3 separate regions of the Mus musculus genome follow, and all the other regions are linked to region 2. The links are chromatin contacts, called in public Hi-C and HiChIP or PLAC-seq maps. All regions are on one chromosome and are shown on one strand. The core of a region is the stretch at or near the end of the contact, and the rest is flanking DNA. Distances in the headings are between cores, read along the strand shown.

Region 1 (4,456 bases), core at 1,580-4,079, 260 kb before region 2:
GGCTTCCGGGAGGGCTCTCTCCAGAGCATCCTCCTGGCTGCCGCAGAGGTGGTCCCTGTTTTACATGGGCACATGTGGTGGAAACAGATTTGGCTTGGAGCCTCTTGTTCTCGAGCCAGTCTTCTGCTCGGGCCTTGGGAATTCTCCCTGAAAGCTAAGCCTAGAGTATCTCAACAATCACTGCCCAGGTCAGAGACTTGGAAGTTCTAGAAGCATCCGTCATAAGTTTCTCACTGAAGCTAGTCAGAGGCTAGACAGGTGCCCTCAGCAGCCAGGTCTTTACTGGTTGAAGCAGGATGTGGCTTTCCATAGCAGGAAATGTAGGTTGCTGTAAATTAATTTAGTAATTGATCAACACAGCTGTAACTGATCAATATAGCTAGTGACTATGTCAGAGGTCAAGATCTGAACTATGGGACAATTAAACAATTAAATTCTTTAAACTTTAAATTTATGTAATTATGGTTAGGATTAAATTACAGCCTTATACACAAATTAGAAAAAACTATGTAAATAAAACTGGTAAACCTTAGGAAATACTTCTTAGGGGGCAAGAGAGCTGGTTCAGCGGTTCAGAGCATGTAATCAGATGCCTTTAGGCCTCCAAGGGTACCTACACTCATACACCCCCCCACACACACACATAGTTAAAAAAATAATAAGGGGATGGAGAGATGACTCAGTGGTTAAGAGCACTGGCTGCTCTTCCAGAAGCCCTGAGTTCAATTCCCAGCACAGGAAGCTCACTATCTGTAACTCCAGTTTCAGGGTATCCAATAACCTCTCATAGACATATACTGGGTCAAATCACCAATGTACATAAAGTAAAAAATGAATAAATTATTTTTAAAAGATCAAATAATGAGAGACCAGCGAGATTGCTCAGTGGTTAGAACACTTACTGCTCTTGCAGAACCTGGTTCAGTTCCCCCCCCCCCCACACACACACATGGGCTTACAACTAACTGTTTATAACCTCAGTTCCACAGGATCCAATGCTTTCTTCTGAACTCTGCAGGCTCCCGGATGCATATAGTACACACCAATTCACAAAGGATCATTCACATTAAACCAACCAACCAACCAACCAACCAAACAGGTGTCACACATCTGTAATTCTAGCACTCAGGAGGTGTGAGGCAGGAGGATTGCCTGGAGTTCCAGGCCAGCCTGGGTTATACAGTGAGTTCAAGGCCAACAACATGTGCTTAAACAAAAGGGAGGGAAAGAAAGCAGTATTTCAAATTGTTACCTTACTTCATGTTTCAAGTTTCCCTGTGACAAAATGCATCTGTCTGTATGCACAGGTATTTCCCCCTACTCATTTTGTTTAATTTCACACACACACACACACACACACACACACACACACACACACACACTTTTATTAGAGATTTTCTAGATATTTTCTTTATTTACATTTCAAATTTTATCCCCTTTCCTCATTTCCCCTCCACCCCCCCCATCCCATCCCCGTTCCCCCTCCCTCACTAACCCACCCACTCCTGCTTCCCTGTCCTGACATTCCCCTACACTGAGGCATCAAGCCTTCACAAGACCAAGGACCTCTCCTCTCATTGATGTCCCACAAGGCCATCCTCTGCTACATATGCAGCTGGAGCCATGGGTCCTTCCATGTGTTTTCTTTGGTTGCTGGTTTAGTCCCAGGGAGCCCTGGAGTTTCTGGTTAGTTCATATTGTTGTTCCTTCTATGGGGCTGCAAACCCCTTCAGCTCCTTGGGTCCTTTCTCTAGCTCCTCCATTAGGGACCCTGTGGTCAGTCCAATGGATGGCTGTGAGCCTCCACTTCTGTATTTGCCAGGTACTGGCAGAGCCTCTCAGGAGACAGCTATATCAGGCTCCTGTCAGCAAGCACTTGTTGGCATCCACAGTAATGTCTGGGTGTGTTGACTGTATATGGGATGAATCCCCATGTGGGACATTCTCTGGATGGCGTTTCTTTCAGTTTCTGCTCCACACTTTGTCTCTGTATCTCCTCCAATGGGTATTTTGAGTCCCACTTCTAAGAAGGAAGCTACTTATATTTTTAAGTTGGCCACCAACACCTCAAACTGAATCTTACATTCTGAGGGTATTTTCCCTTGTAAAATATGTTTTTACTCTATTATCTATTATATATATTTATCTAATATATTATAATATTACATCTATATTATATAAATATTTATATAATTACAGATATTATATGATGCATATTATACATTATATATAACATATCATTATATATAATAGGGACTGAACTAACCAATGGTGGGGCATCCATTGCGCATCACTGGTACGTTGGACAAGGGCGCAGCATTATATACACAGTATTAGCCATTTAATGTTCAATCAACAATAAATGTAAAATCTGAGTGTGAGTGCTGCGGTTGACCCATTACTTCTGTTTTCTGTTTCCTCAACTCAGGGTCGCTTCTGTCTGTACAAGAGGCTAAATGCAGAAGCAGGCAGCTTTAGGTTGAGTCGGCTTGCGCGATTATAAATAGATTTTGCATGATTGTCAGAATCACCCTTGAGAGGAAAGCCAGGGTTCCTTCTTTGGGCTCCCAAACTATCAAAAGTGTGAAAACTGTAAACCAGAACCTCCACCCCACCCCCCTCCCCAAGTCACCAGAACGTCCCAGAACTTTCGTTTTCAGCCACATCATCAGATGTGAGAAAGCAAGAAAGATAATCAGATCTGGCAACGTTGATTTGGCAAATACTCTCCGCCGGCGGCTCCCGGTGTCCCCGGCGGCGGGCGCAGTTTCCCCGCGGCCCGCTGGGTCGCACTGTGGCCTCGGGAAAGAGCCTGACCCGGGCCGGATGGGGAGGGCGGGGCAGCCACCGCAAAGCCTGCGGATGGGACCGCGGGTCCCAGCGGCTGCACCGCTCCAGCCCGCGGGACCCACTCGCGTCACCGTTAGGGACACCGTGGGGTCTCTCATGGATCGGAAGGAGAAATGGCTCCGAGGATCCTGCGTGCGCCCTGAAAGCGCGTGGTCTTGGGCGCGCTCCTTTCCAGAGTGGGCACAGGGCGGCTCTGCGCCATTGCTCTGTCTGCGGTTTATCATATGCTGACACTTGTATTTTGTTAGATACATTTCCCTAGCTTCGTTCCTCCATGGTGAGCCCCCATCATTTAATTTTCCATGCGTTGTCATTGCTTGAATGGGGCATAGAGTCTAAAATACCACAGACCTCTACAATCTTAACGTAATGTTTATTAAATATTTTTAATTAGCTATTTTTTCTTTTAGATTAATTTCTTTCAACTTATGTGTATGCATGTTTTGCCTGCATGCATGCCTGTGCACCATGTACACGCCTGGTGCTAGAAGAGGTGTTGGATCGCCTAGAACAGAACTTGAAGTTGGTTGTGAGCCACCATTTAGGTGCTGGGCTCTGAACCCAGGCCCTCTGCAAAAACAGCAAGTGCTCTTAATCACTGAGCCATCTCTCCAGTCCAATTAGCTTGTTATTAAAATGGGGATTCGAAGGCTGGAGGCTGGCTCTGTGGGTAAAGACACAGTGTAGTCAACCCTGACAACCTTAGCTAATTCCCCAAACCCACACAGTGGAAGTGCAGAACCATTCCAGGAAAGTTATCCTTTGACCTCTCTGTGGGAACACACACAAACACACACACACAGACACACACATACACACACAGAAACACACACACAGACAGACAGACACACACAGAGACACACGACACACAGACACACACACAGACACATACACACACACAGACACACATACACACACACACACACACACACACACACACACACACACACTGATGTTAAAATGGAAAATAGAATGCACGAGGCAGAGAAGTGAATAGCTTTCCTCTTTAGCCAGACCTCCACTGTGTCTGCACACTTCCTCTGGTTTTCTCCCAGATCAAGTTTGTAGCCTTAAAAACAAAACAAAAACAAAAAACAAAAAAACCCTCCTCACCATCAAATCTCGTCGTCATCCTTGACACGCTCCTACCCCATCAAGGATCTTGGAGATGGCTTCACAGGCACGTGTGTAGACACTGCATCCTTTAGGAGTGGCTGCCTGGTGTTCTTTTATACCAGGAACCTATAATTATTCAATCAATCCCTGATTGAAGGATATTGAGTTTGCCCCCAGCCTTTTGCTATTACGAACAATTCTGCTGTGAACATCTGTGCCTGTGACTTGAGTGTGCATCTGCCTCTATAGGAAACGTTTCTAAAAGTTTAATTGTCGCCTTAAAGAATACATGCATTTAAGCCTTTACAGGTCTTTACCAGTTACCCTCCAGACTACTTCCCACCCCCATCCTATAATACTAACTCTAGCTTTACCAAGCTTTAAAAAATTTTCCGAGATATAAAACTAAAATTAGGGCTCTCATGTTTTCATTTGCATCTTTAAAAACATCTTATTGAGGCTTTTCGAACTCGATGGTTAATGTCCTTTG
Region 2 (4,828 bases), core at 2,326-4,825:
CACGGAGACTGCAGCCCAACAATGTCTAAGCTGTGCTCAGTACGGGACCTTGAGTACCTGAAGGCTTGACCATAGGAGCAGAGAGCCGGCTGCTGCTTCTGGCTTCAGTTCTGCTTGACTCACAGCAAAGGACAAGTCCTTGGCCCTTGGGTTTAATTTTCCTGTCAGTTAAAACAGTGCCCCTAAGTCACCATTGTCTAGGGTTATGAAGCTGATCAAGGAGACAACCAGATGGAAGGCACTTTGTCTTTTAATTTATTAAATTACTGTCTTTTTCTGGCGCTCAGTGTGGGATTGGCATTCGTGCGTGTGTGTGCGTGTGTGTACATACATGTACTTACATGGTAAACCGAGCATGTGCTTTTGTGTGTAAGTATGCATGCACATATGTGTAGAAGTCAGAAGACATCTGCAAGTGTTTTCCATAATTGCTGGCTCTCTACCTTTACTCTTTGAGATAGATCTCTTGTTGAAAACGAAGCTTATTGCTTTAGCAGAGCTGGCTGGCCAGTGAGCCCCAGGGCTGGGCTGATGAGCACAGGCTGCTGTCCTTTCTTGGCTTTTCATATGGGTTCTGGAGATCCTAACTTCTGTCCTCAGGATTATACAGGACAGAGCCATCTCCACCGCCCTGGTACTGAGATGACAGGAAGGTCACTATGCCTGGCTTTAAAAAAGTCAATAGTCTGGAGATTTAAATGGTGTTTCCTCATTTTCTTGGCACTTTACAACCTGAACCATTTACCAACCTCTTGTTGCATTAATTTTTTAAAGATTTATTTATTTTATGTATATGAGTACACTGTCACTGTCTTCAGACACACTAGAAGGTATCGGATCCCATTACAGATGGTTGTGAGCTACCATGTGGTTGCTGGGAATTGAACTCGAGACCTTTGGAAGAGCAGTCAGTGCTCTTAACCGCTGAGCCATCTCTCCAGCCCCCTTGTTACATGTTTTTTGATGATAAGCAAACACACACCTTCTTCACCTGGATGCTTTTTACCTGCATTTGTAATGAATTCAAGAAATAAGAGTAGACTGGATTCTTGTAAAGGGAGAAGAAATGAGAAAACATTTCCCCCCTCAAACCATTGTTTGACGATAAGTGTCAGATCTCACCGGTGTGCTCCATCCAACAACTGCCTTTATAGAGCGGGGTTATGAGCTTTCCTCTAGCCTTAATGCAACATCTGTTGCTATGTGCGTCTCCTTTATAGTATGTACCCATTCCATTACCTGCGTGTTTATTGCAGCCTGTGATAGGTGGGCCTCTTCACTTGGAAGAACTCTTTCATTATACTTCCACAGTAATAACTTTACAGTGAAATAAAACAGAATTTCCACAAAGCTGAAGAAGTATAATACATTCAGCATCATATCCCAGTATCCCAAGAGTGAGCTTATTGTGGGGCCACGATATTTTAGCTTGACAGCCCTCTTCGTGCGATGTTGCATGCACAGATATTTATAATTGAGCCTTAATGAGTTTTCTTGGCTTGTTCCTCAGGAGGTCAGCACAGGTGACCTACAAGGATTTTAAGATGATGTGAGTTGTCTGGAGGTTACAGAGGTCAGCGAGGGTTTGGTAGCTAAACGGTTTTAATGTACCCATGCCCTCCTCTACTTCTGCCCTGAGGGGCACTCAGCCTGGGAGCCTTCATTTGGTTCATCGGGAAGTTAGCAGGTCACTGATAAGTGGATGGTGTCAGGGCTGCAGAAGGCCAAAAATGAGGGGCATTCCATTTGGCAGTCGTGACATTTAAGAATATCTCAGATGGACAGAGAAATTGCTATTGAAACTGCCAGTGCTTCTAAATTTTGGTCTTACCTATGTGAATAGGATTTCAGTGCAGAGATTGCATCACACTGTGTGCACATGCATACGTGTCACGCCCTGCGTAGGGTGGCATGGGGCCAGGTACTCCATTCCACTCATCTGTCCTGTGGATGATATTTTTATCAAGTGTGGCAGTTGGTGAACAAGGGTGATGCAGTCTTTGTCCTTAGTTCCTCCACACTCTGCAGGACAGTAAGTCCCAGTGTATAGCCTCAGAGGTAGAATTTTCTCAGTGGCTCAGGAGGAGCCAGGACAGGCTTTTGGGTTAAAGTCTGGGTCAAGATCTGAAGAGTAATGGATTAGGGTTTAGTTTGGAGTTGGGGAGGATAGAGAGGAGGAGGAGGAGAGGGGCCAGTGCAGAAGGGGAAGGGCGGTGAGACCTGGCCTCTAAGCCTCTGTATAAAGCAGCCAGCTTTTGTGTGCCAGGTAGAGACTTGGAGCTGTTGATGATGCTGCCCTTTGCTGTAGGGTTCAGAATTTCCGTTCTTACTTTTTGGTTTTTCAAGACAGGGTTTCTCTGTGTTGTAGCCCTGGCTGTCCTGAAACTTACTTTGTAGACCAGGCTGGCCTGGAATTCAGAAATCCACCTGCCTCTGCCTCCCAAGTGCTGGGATTAAAGGCATGCACCACCATGCCCGGCTGCCCTTTCTTAATTTATAAAGAGGACATTAAAACGCACAGTCTCATGGCCAGAAGTATAAATGGCTTGGTTAGTACAATGCTTGCCTAGTATGCACAAAGTCCTGGTCTAATCCCGGCGCTGTGTAAGTAAGTATAAAGCACTGGTTCCATTCTAGCACTGTATGAAGCAGGTGTGATGGTGCATGCTTGTAACTCCAGCACTCGGGACGTGCAGGAAGGAGGAGCAGTTCCAGGCAGCCAGGGCCACGTGAAATTTGTCTCAAACAAACAACAAACACTCAAAAGACATTTCCTTCCCCCTCGCATGAATGGTAGACTATAAGCTTTCTCCATTTTCTTGAGTTTTTCTTGGAGGCTGACTTCTCCTCCCTGTGTACACTCCTGTGCTTTCTTTCCTCTGATGGGTTTAGCAAGTGCTTAATGAATGCAAGTGATTGAAGTATTGGCCCATGAGAAGCATAGTTAGTAGCCCCATCCAGTGACCCAGTGAAGAATGCATTCCAGAGTCCAGAAGTGAGCTCCTGACAGTCCCGATCCTGGCCTGCCTCCACGGAGCAGCTGGCCACCTCTGCTGCAGGCTGGAGACTTGTGTATAAAAGCTGTGTGAGGCTAAACAACTGGCTTCCGGCTACTGAACACATGTCAGCCAGATCTGTCTGTCATCTACCATTCTATCTATTATCTATCTATCTTTTTAATCTGTTTTTTTCAGACAGACTCACACTGTAACTGAAGGTAGCTTTGAGTTCATGGCAGTCCTGTAAAAGAACGCACCCCTTGTTCCCAAGAACTGAGATTACAGGTGTCTCTTCCTGCTCTCAGTGACTTCTATCTTTAATATATGTGTCTCCTTTGATTACCAGTGCTATAATGCAAATACCAGTTCTGCTGTAGGAGCCTGCTTTCTCAGACAACTTTTCAAATAGCAAGGACTCTCCCCCGCCAAGGTCATGACGCATAGGCTGAAAGAGTCCCGGGGCAGGAACATTGGGGATTTCCAGTTATCTTTAGTATTCTTTGAGTTTCAGATATTCAGCCAGAAACTGATGGGTTCCTAGCTGCTGCAGAAGGTTCTAGCTTGTTCTCGAGCGCCCCCAGGTGGTCCAGTGAGAATTTAAAACACTAACAGCACTGGGAAGAACAATTGGATTAAAAACCCCTCTGGTCACCAGAAGGCCCCCTTCCAGGAGATTCTGAGAGGCGAAGGTTCTGGGGCAAGTGCTGTAAAAGAACTCATCTTCTTTGTAGTTCAGGGGGTGTGAAGATGCACTTTAAGTTAACGTGATTTTGTTCATTCCAACCTAGCAATTTTGGGTATTCTCGAAGCTGAAAAAGAAAGAAGAAAGTCAGGGTTGTCATCGAGAGTTCAGTTTCGAAACCAAGGTTCCGAGCCAAAGTATACTCAGGAGCTGACCCTGAATCGGCAGAAGCAGCGGGCGTGCATGGAGGAGACCCTCTGGCTGCAGGTGAGTGTGTGCCAGGGTCGTCTCCACAGGACTCCGGTGTTCTGTGAGACGCTTAGTTTCTGAACAGCACCGTTCATCTCTGCTCTGCCATCGTTTCGGAGGTCCGTTGGCATTTGGGCACACTGACTGTGTCCCTGCCCCCTTTGCAGGAGAACATCAGAGACAAGCTGCGTCCCATCCCCATCACGGCTTCTGTGGAGATCCAGGAGCCCAGCTCTCGCCGGCGGGTGAACTCACTCCCCGAAGTTCTTCCCATCCTGAATTCAAATGAAGCCAAAACGGTCCAGACAGATGTAAGCTGCTTGGCTTCTCTTTTGCCAGTGTTGGATTTTTTTTTTTACAGGCCACTTCCTGTGGCCACATATGGTGACCTTGTGTATGCTTTTAATCCCAGCACTCGGAGGCAGGGGCAGGAGATCTCTGAGTTCACGGTCAGTGTGATTTCCACAGCAAATTCCAGCTCAATCAGGGTTCCAGATCCTGTCTAAGAAAAAAATAATCAACAGAAATACCACTTATTTCTATATTCATAATTGGCCTCTGAGAAGGTGTTTCTCAAGGTAGCAGTGAAGATAACAACCTAAGATGAAATTTAGGGACCAGAGTTTTATTTTCTTCCTTGTTTTCTTCATTGTTTTTAGCCCCTGGTCCTTACTGAGATTATAGCTAGCCAAACCTTCATTCTCCTGTAGTTGACATACTTTATTTTACCACCGAGAACAACACAGTATGATAAATATATATTATTAAAACCAAAGAATAGCAAAACTTAGCAAAGCAAGGAAAAATTCACAATGAAATACTAAAGTGTCTAATGCAGCTCGGGTCATTGTGGGAAGCAAATGTGCATTCTGTGGCCTGCTGGGCATGGCGTAGGATA
Region 3 (4,484 bases), core at 1,098-3,597, 500 kb before region 2:
ATTACTATATTATTCTATTATGTTTGAAAAGACAATATGTTTTTTAAGAAACCCTCAAAAGGGTTTTTAGAACTTACTGAACCCTAAGATACATATTTAGTGAGTTCTGAAATTAACCAGTAGTCAAAATAATAGCAGGTTAATGACCTCATGGAGAACACATATGTCACTGAGTCAGAAATCACAGTGATCTTGCCAAAGAGATTCCATGTTTCTGGTGTTTGGGAATTTGGTTGGTTGGTTTTGGTTTTTCCTGCCTTTTCTCTTCTCTCCCCTCCCCTCCCCTCCCCTCCTCTCCTCGCCTCTCCTTTTCTTTTCTTTTCTTACCACCTGCCTCTGCCTCCCAAGTGCAGGGATTAAAGGCATGTGCCACCACGCCCAGCTCCTGCCTTTTCTTTCTGAGAATCTCTTGTAGCCCAGGCTGGCCTCAAGGATAATGCGAAACTCCTGACCTTCCTGCTTCCACCTCCTGAGAGCTGGAATGACCGGTTTGTGCACCTATAAAGCCTACAGATTACAAAACCACTACCCTAGGTCTTGCAAAAGCTTGTCAACGATGGTGTGGCTTTAAAGGAAGTAGGGTATCGTATCAAGGACTGATGGCCCTGGACAAGTGTCTTAGCCTCTGAGCTTCCTTATATGTAAAACATTTAACATTTTAAGTCTCAAGCTTGTTTTGAGAAATCTGTGATAAAAAAAATATACAGAAAAGCAACCAGCACAATGCACGGCACAAACAGACACTATTTGTGGTTTAGCTGTGACTGTCACCACTGATATAAACCTTTTAAGGCACCATCAGATACAGGTCTACAGAGAGGGATAGCACCCAGGGCTCGGGGGTGGACCGTTAAGTTAGATACCTGGGATTTGGGACCCATACACCTCACATTGCTGCCAATCTTCTTGTGTCCTTCCCCGAAAACCATGGTGTCATTACCACAGATCTCACTGACAGACCTAGGAGCTTGGAGTCAACAGAACACACTAGCCTTCAATGTACCACGGCTTTTGTGGCCGATAACATTCCTAGATTTCCATCAGCAGGAGAAAGTCAGGCTTGGGACAGCTCACCAGGTCCCTGAACTTTGCTGGATATGACCCCCATTCCTGGCTAAGGTCCATCTGACTCGCCTATTATTTCTTGTTTGTTTTCTTTTAAATTATTTTTTACTTGGCTCTTTCTGCTATTCTCAATGTTTTGATTGTGAGCCTCGCCTTTAATCCCTGAACCGTCTCCCTAGCTCTCTCTGCTGCTCTTAATGGATGATCATCCAAGTGAAAGCATGACAAACTATCCCTTAAAGGAACACTGTTATGAATATTGACAAATCCATCTTTCCCCTCAAACTGAAAATACAGAAAGATATTAGTCGAAAAAGTTCCTGCTGGTAGTAGTGGCACATGTCAGTAGGATTTGCTGAAGGAGGCAGAGGCAGGAGGATCACAAGTTCGAGGCCAGCCTGGGCTACACATTTTTTGCTGGACGATGGTGGCGCACGCCTTTAAGCCCAGAGCTTGGGAGGCAGAGGCAGGTGGATATCTGAGTTTGAGACCAGCCTGGTCTACAGAGTGAGTTCCAGGACAGAAAAAAAAAAGAAAAAGAAAAAGTCCCACAGTAGTTAACATTTATACTGGATAATACATATCAGACGATTAAGGAAAGATTACTTTCTTAGAAAAAAATACCATATTAAAAATTTAAAATAAGGCCAGGTGTGCTGGTGCACACACATTTAATCCAAGCCCGCGGGAGACAGAAGCCGGTGGACCTCTGAGAGGTTGAGGCCTGTACCACATAGTGACTTCCAGGACAGCCAGGGCCATAGCGATGATCCCTGTTCCCAAAAGAAAAGATGAAACTTAAAGAGCTATCTGGGCGTGGGGGAGCACTTCTGTAACCTCAAAACTAGGGAGAGAGAAGCAGAGGGGTTGGAGTTCAAAGTTATAAAGGAGCTCAAGGCCACCCTGGACTGCAGTTTCAAAAAGCCAAACAAAGCCAATTTAAAGTCATATATTTACGTTCACCAGCATAAATGACCTTCAAAGATATATCTCCTAGCATGTTCCCACCCGTTCTTAACAGCTATGACTGGCAACAGCCTCCTGACCAATGTTCTGGATCCTTCCCGCCTTCCTCCATCATTCTTTAAACTGTAGCCAGGGGGCTTCTTAAAACTCTCCCCAAAACAAAAGCCTTTGCAATTTGATTCACTTACCAGATAACTCATGCTTAAGGTGCACAATCCAATGGCAGTTTTGGCACATGGGTGTCTCACCATGCTCTCTGACAGAACACTCTCTTCGCCTAAAAGAGGAACTCTAAAACCTGCACAGTCATCCCGTTTTCTCCGTTCCCTGACTTTCTGTTCCCCTTCTACTCTCCAGTCGGTGAAGGCCACTTCCCTTTAAGTCTCTAAACAGTTACCTGCCATGGACGAAACTTTCTGTATTCTCCTATCTGGCTGCAATCACACACACGCCTCCCCTACCATCTCCATGCCCATCCACACGCAGGTACCAACCGACACCCACTTCCTACTTCCTCAGTGCTCTGCTGAATGGCTGAACTGAACGGTCTCTCCAGCCCCAGAAAATGTAGTCACCATTAAACAAATGTTAGGAGCATAACAACAGATGGAGTTGCAAGATACCAGGACCAACCACTCATTCCTCAAAAGCAAGCAGCTGGGTGAGGTGTAGCTAAGCACATGGGAGACCGTGAACTCCATATCCAGCTCCAAGGAGAGAGAGATGAAGAGGGGGAGAGAGAGAGAATCAGTATGTGGGGTGAACCGAATGAAACAAAGGCTGGCCACGAATGGTGTTGTTTGGACTGACATGAAACCAAGGATGCAGAGGCAGAGGGTACCCGAAGCACCTGCTAGCTACATATTTTAAAAATGCCTAAAATTTATAATGAAGAGAGGCTAACATTATTTCTGCTGACTATAAAAATAACTCTAACCGTTAAAACCAATAGGTGAGCTGATTTTAATGACAAACTTGTAATAATTTCTTTTTTTTTAAGTCTCCAGAATTCAGCAGCAAAAACACAAGTAACCTTGAAATATAGAATAAGTCACTTTGAAACATATTTTATGCTCAGTAACAAAACTTTCTCTTTTTTATGAGAGATAATCAAAGATGAGCTTCCCTAGTTAGCAAAGCTGCTATCTAGGAATCTGACTATGGCCCACTGATATGTTTTCTGTGGCAAAGAATTAATTTCTAGGAATTCTGACTGCCTAATATACTTGGTGACAACATTATGAAATCCTAGGATTTCATAAAAATATTGGTTTTTTTTTTCCCTTGACAAATTGTGAGCTTGGGCAGCAGGCAGTTTCTGGTCCCAAGTGACACTTGGTAGCTCTTAGTTGCCAAGCAAAAACTGCCTCCAAAAAGACAGCTGTAGATCTTGTCTGTCTCCACCTCAGGACACTGGGGACTCACAGAGCTTTGCTTTATGCAGCGAGCAGCCCCTGTTAGAATGCAGACCCCATGGAACCCACTAAGTTGGTGCATTTTGCCAATCAGCATACCACCCACCACACTACTGCGTGGCTAGAGTATCAGAGCCAGTAGGGCAGAGCTACAGCCATCCCCTTTCCTATGAATCCATCAGCAGGAGAAGAGCTCGTGGGGTCCCCGAGCTTTGCCAGACATGCACCCATCCCTGGCCAAGGTCTACCTGACCAACCTATTTTTTTAAATTATTTTTATGGGGTGCAGGGGAGCACATCAAACTCCTGATCCTCCTGCTTCCACCTCTTAGGTGCTGGGAAATTTTATCTGAAACTTTGAAGTAACACATTTTGTAACTGTGTAGTAAATGTTTCCACTATGTCCTGTATCAGAATGGAAACTAACATAATGCCTAAATGTTTGTTACTTTAGTAATTTTCTACAAAATTTTGTAAAATAGCCAAATGTTCTACCAAAATGAATAGGTCTTTGACATCCACGGTACATAAGAAAGAAAGAAAGAAAGAAAGAAAGAAAGAAAGAAAGAAAGAAAGAAAGAAAGAAAGAAAGAAAGGACGGACTCATGAAGAGTCAGAGAATAAAGACCGGGTCTTCCCAGTATAGCAGATAGAACTTCCAGAGAACTCTGACTAAACTAAATATAGACACCACCATCCTGGAAGTTACAGTTTCAAAGAAGCAACTGTCTAAATATTTTAGATCAGATTGCATGATAATAGCCTCTGTGATCTGCATTTAATGCATAAAGTCATTTTGCTTTTCATAACGAAACTAGAACTCCAAAGTTTAAGCCACAATCTCATAAATAACACTTGGCTGATGTCTGACTTTTAGACAAGCCATCAGGCTATTTATACCACGCGATGCTGCCTCTGCATGACTCTCTGTACCAAGCACCTTATTTCACCGTCTACTGGTAGATGGGAGATGGCAAGAAAGAGTAATTCATGGGCTAGAAAACATGGGTCGGGTGTGGGGAGGGGCTGGTGGGTACT

What was found. A called contact is a pair of places that touch in the nucleus more often than the background predicts. HiChIP or PLAC-seq counts read pairs in DNA pulled down with a chosen protein or histone mark.
Region 1: an H3K4me3 HiChIP or PLAC-seq map of bone marrow-derived macrophages shows a contact between it and region 2, with 9 times the contacts expected there. The contact joins two enhancer-like sites. A contact is called at or near these places in 2 of 39 promoter capture datasets (both in embryonic stem cells), 5 of 15 datasets of contacts at CTCF or cohesin (embryonic stem cells, large pre-B cells, pro-B cells and 1 more), 41 of 484 Hi-C or Micro-C datasets (B cells, CD8 T cells, the CH12 cell line and 24 more), 21 of 115 datasets of contacts at active chromatin or transcription factors (the 230-238 cell line, the HPC-7 cell line, Th17 cells and 13 more) and 3 of 9 other capture datasets (adipose tissue, liver and pancreatic islet).
Region 3: a contact with region 2 is called in a Hi-C map of bone marrow-derived macrophages, with 11 read pairs. The contact joins two enhancer-like sites. A contact is called at or near these places in 2 of 484 Hi-C or Micro-C datasets (bone marrow-derived macrophages and cortical neurons), 1 of 115 datasets of contacts at active chromatin or transcription factors (bone marrow-derived macrophages) and 1 of 9 other capture datasets (liver).

Annotation. Positions count from the first base shown.
Region 1 is chr2:71,578,357-71,582,812 of GRCm38.p6, forward strand. No RefSeq gene overlaps it. Among named protein-coding and RNA genes, the nearest start is that of Gm36857, 11 kb to the right of the region's middle. Within about 2 kb of position 2,830, at least 176 of the 459 cell types and tissues checked have an H3K27ac peak or open chromatin away from gene starts, as enhancers often do. A contact at or near this core is called in the CH12 cell line, bone marrow-derived macrophages and neural stem cells, where this site is marked.
Region 2 is chr2:71,834,481-71,839,308 of GRCm38.p6, forward strand. Itga6 (integrin alpha 6) reads left to right here. Exons shown (of 26, transcript NM_008397.4): 12 at 3,788-3,948; 13 at 4,098-4,241. Among named protein-coding and RNA genes, the nearest start is that of Pdk1, 36 kb to the right of the region's middle. Within about 2 kb of position 3,576, at least 20 of the 459 cell types and tissues checked have an H3K27ac peak or open chromatin away from gene starts, as enhancers often do. A contact at or near this core is called in the CH12 cell line, bone marrow-derived macrophages and neural stem cells, where this site is marked.
Region 3 is chr2:71,335,939-71,340,422 of GRCm38.p6, forward strand. All of the region lies in intron 3 of Slc25a12 (solute carrier family 25 (mitochondrial carrier, Aralar), member 12), which reads right to left. Among named protein-coding and RNA genes, the nearest start is that of Slc25a12, 30 kb to the right of the region's middle. Within about 2 kb of position 2,348, at least 87 of the 459 cell types and tissues checked have an H3K27ac peak or open chromatin away from gene starts, as enhancers often do. A contact at or near this core is called in bone marrow-derived macrophages, where this site is marked.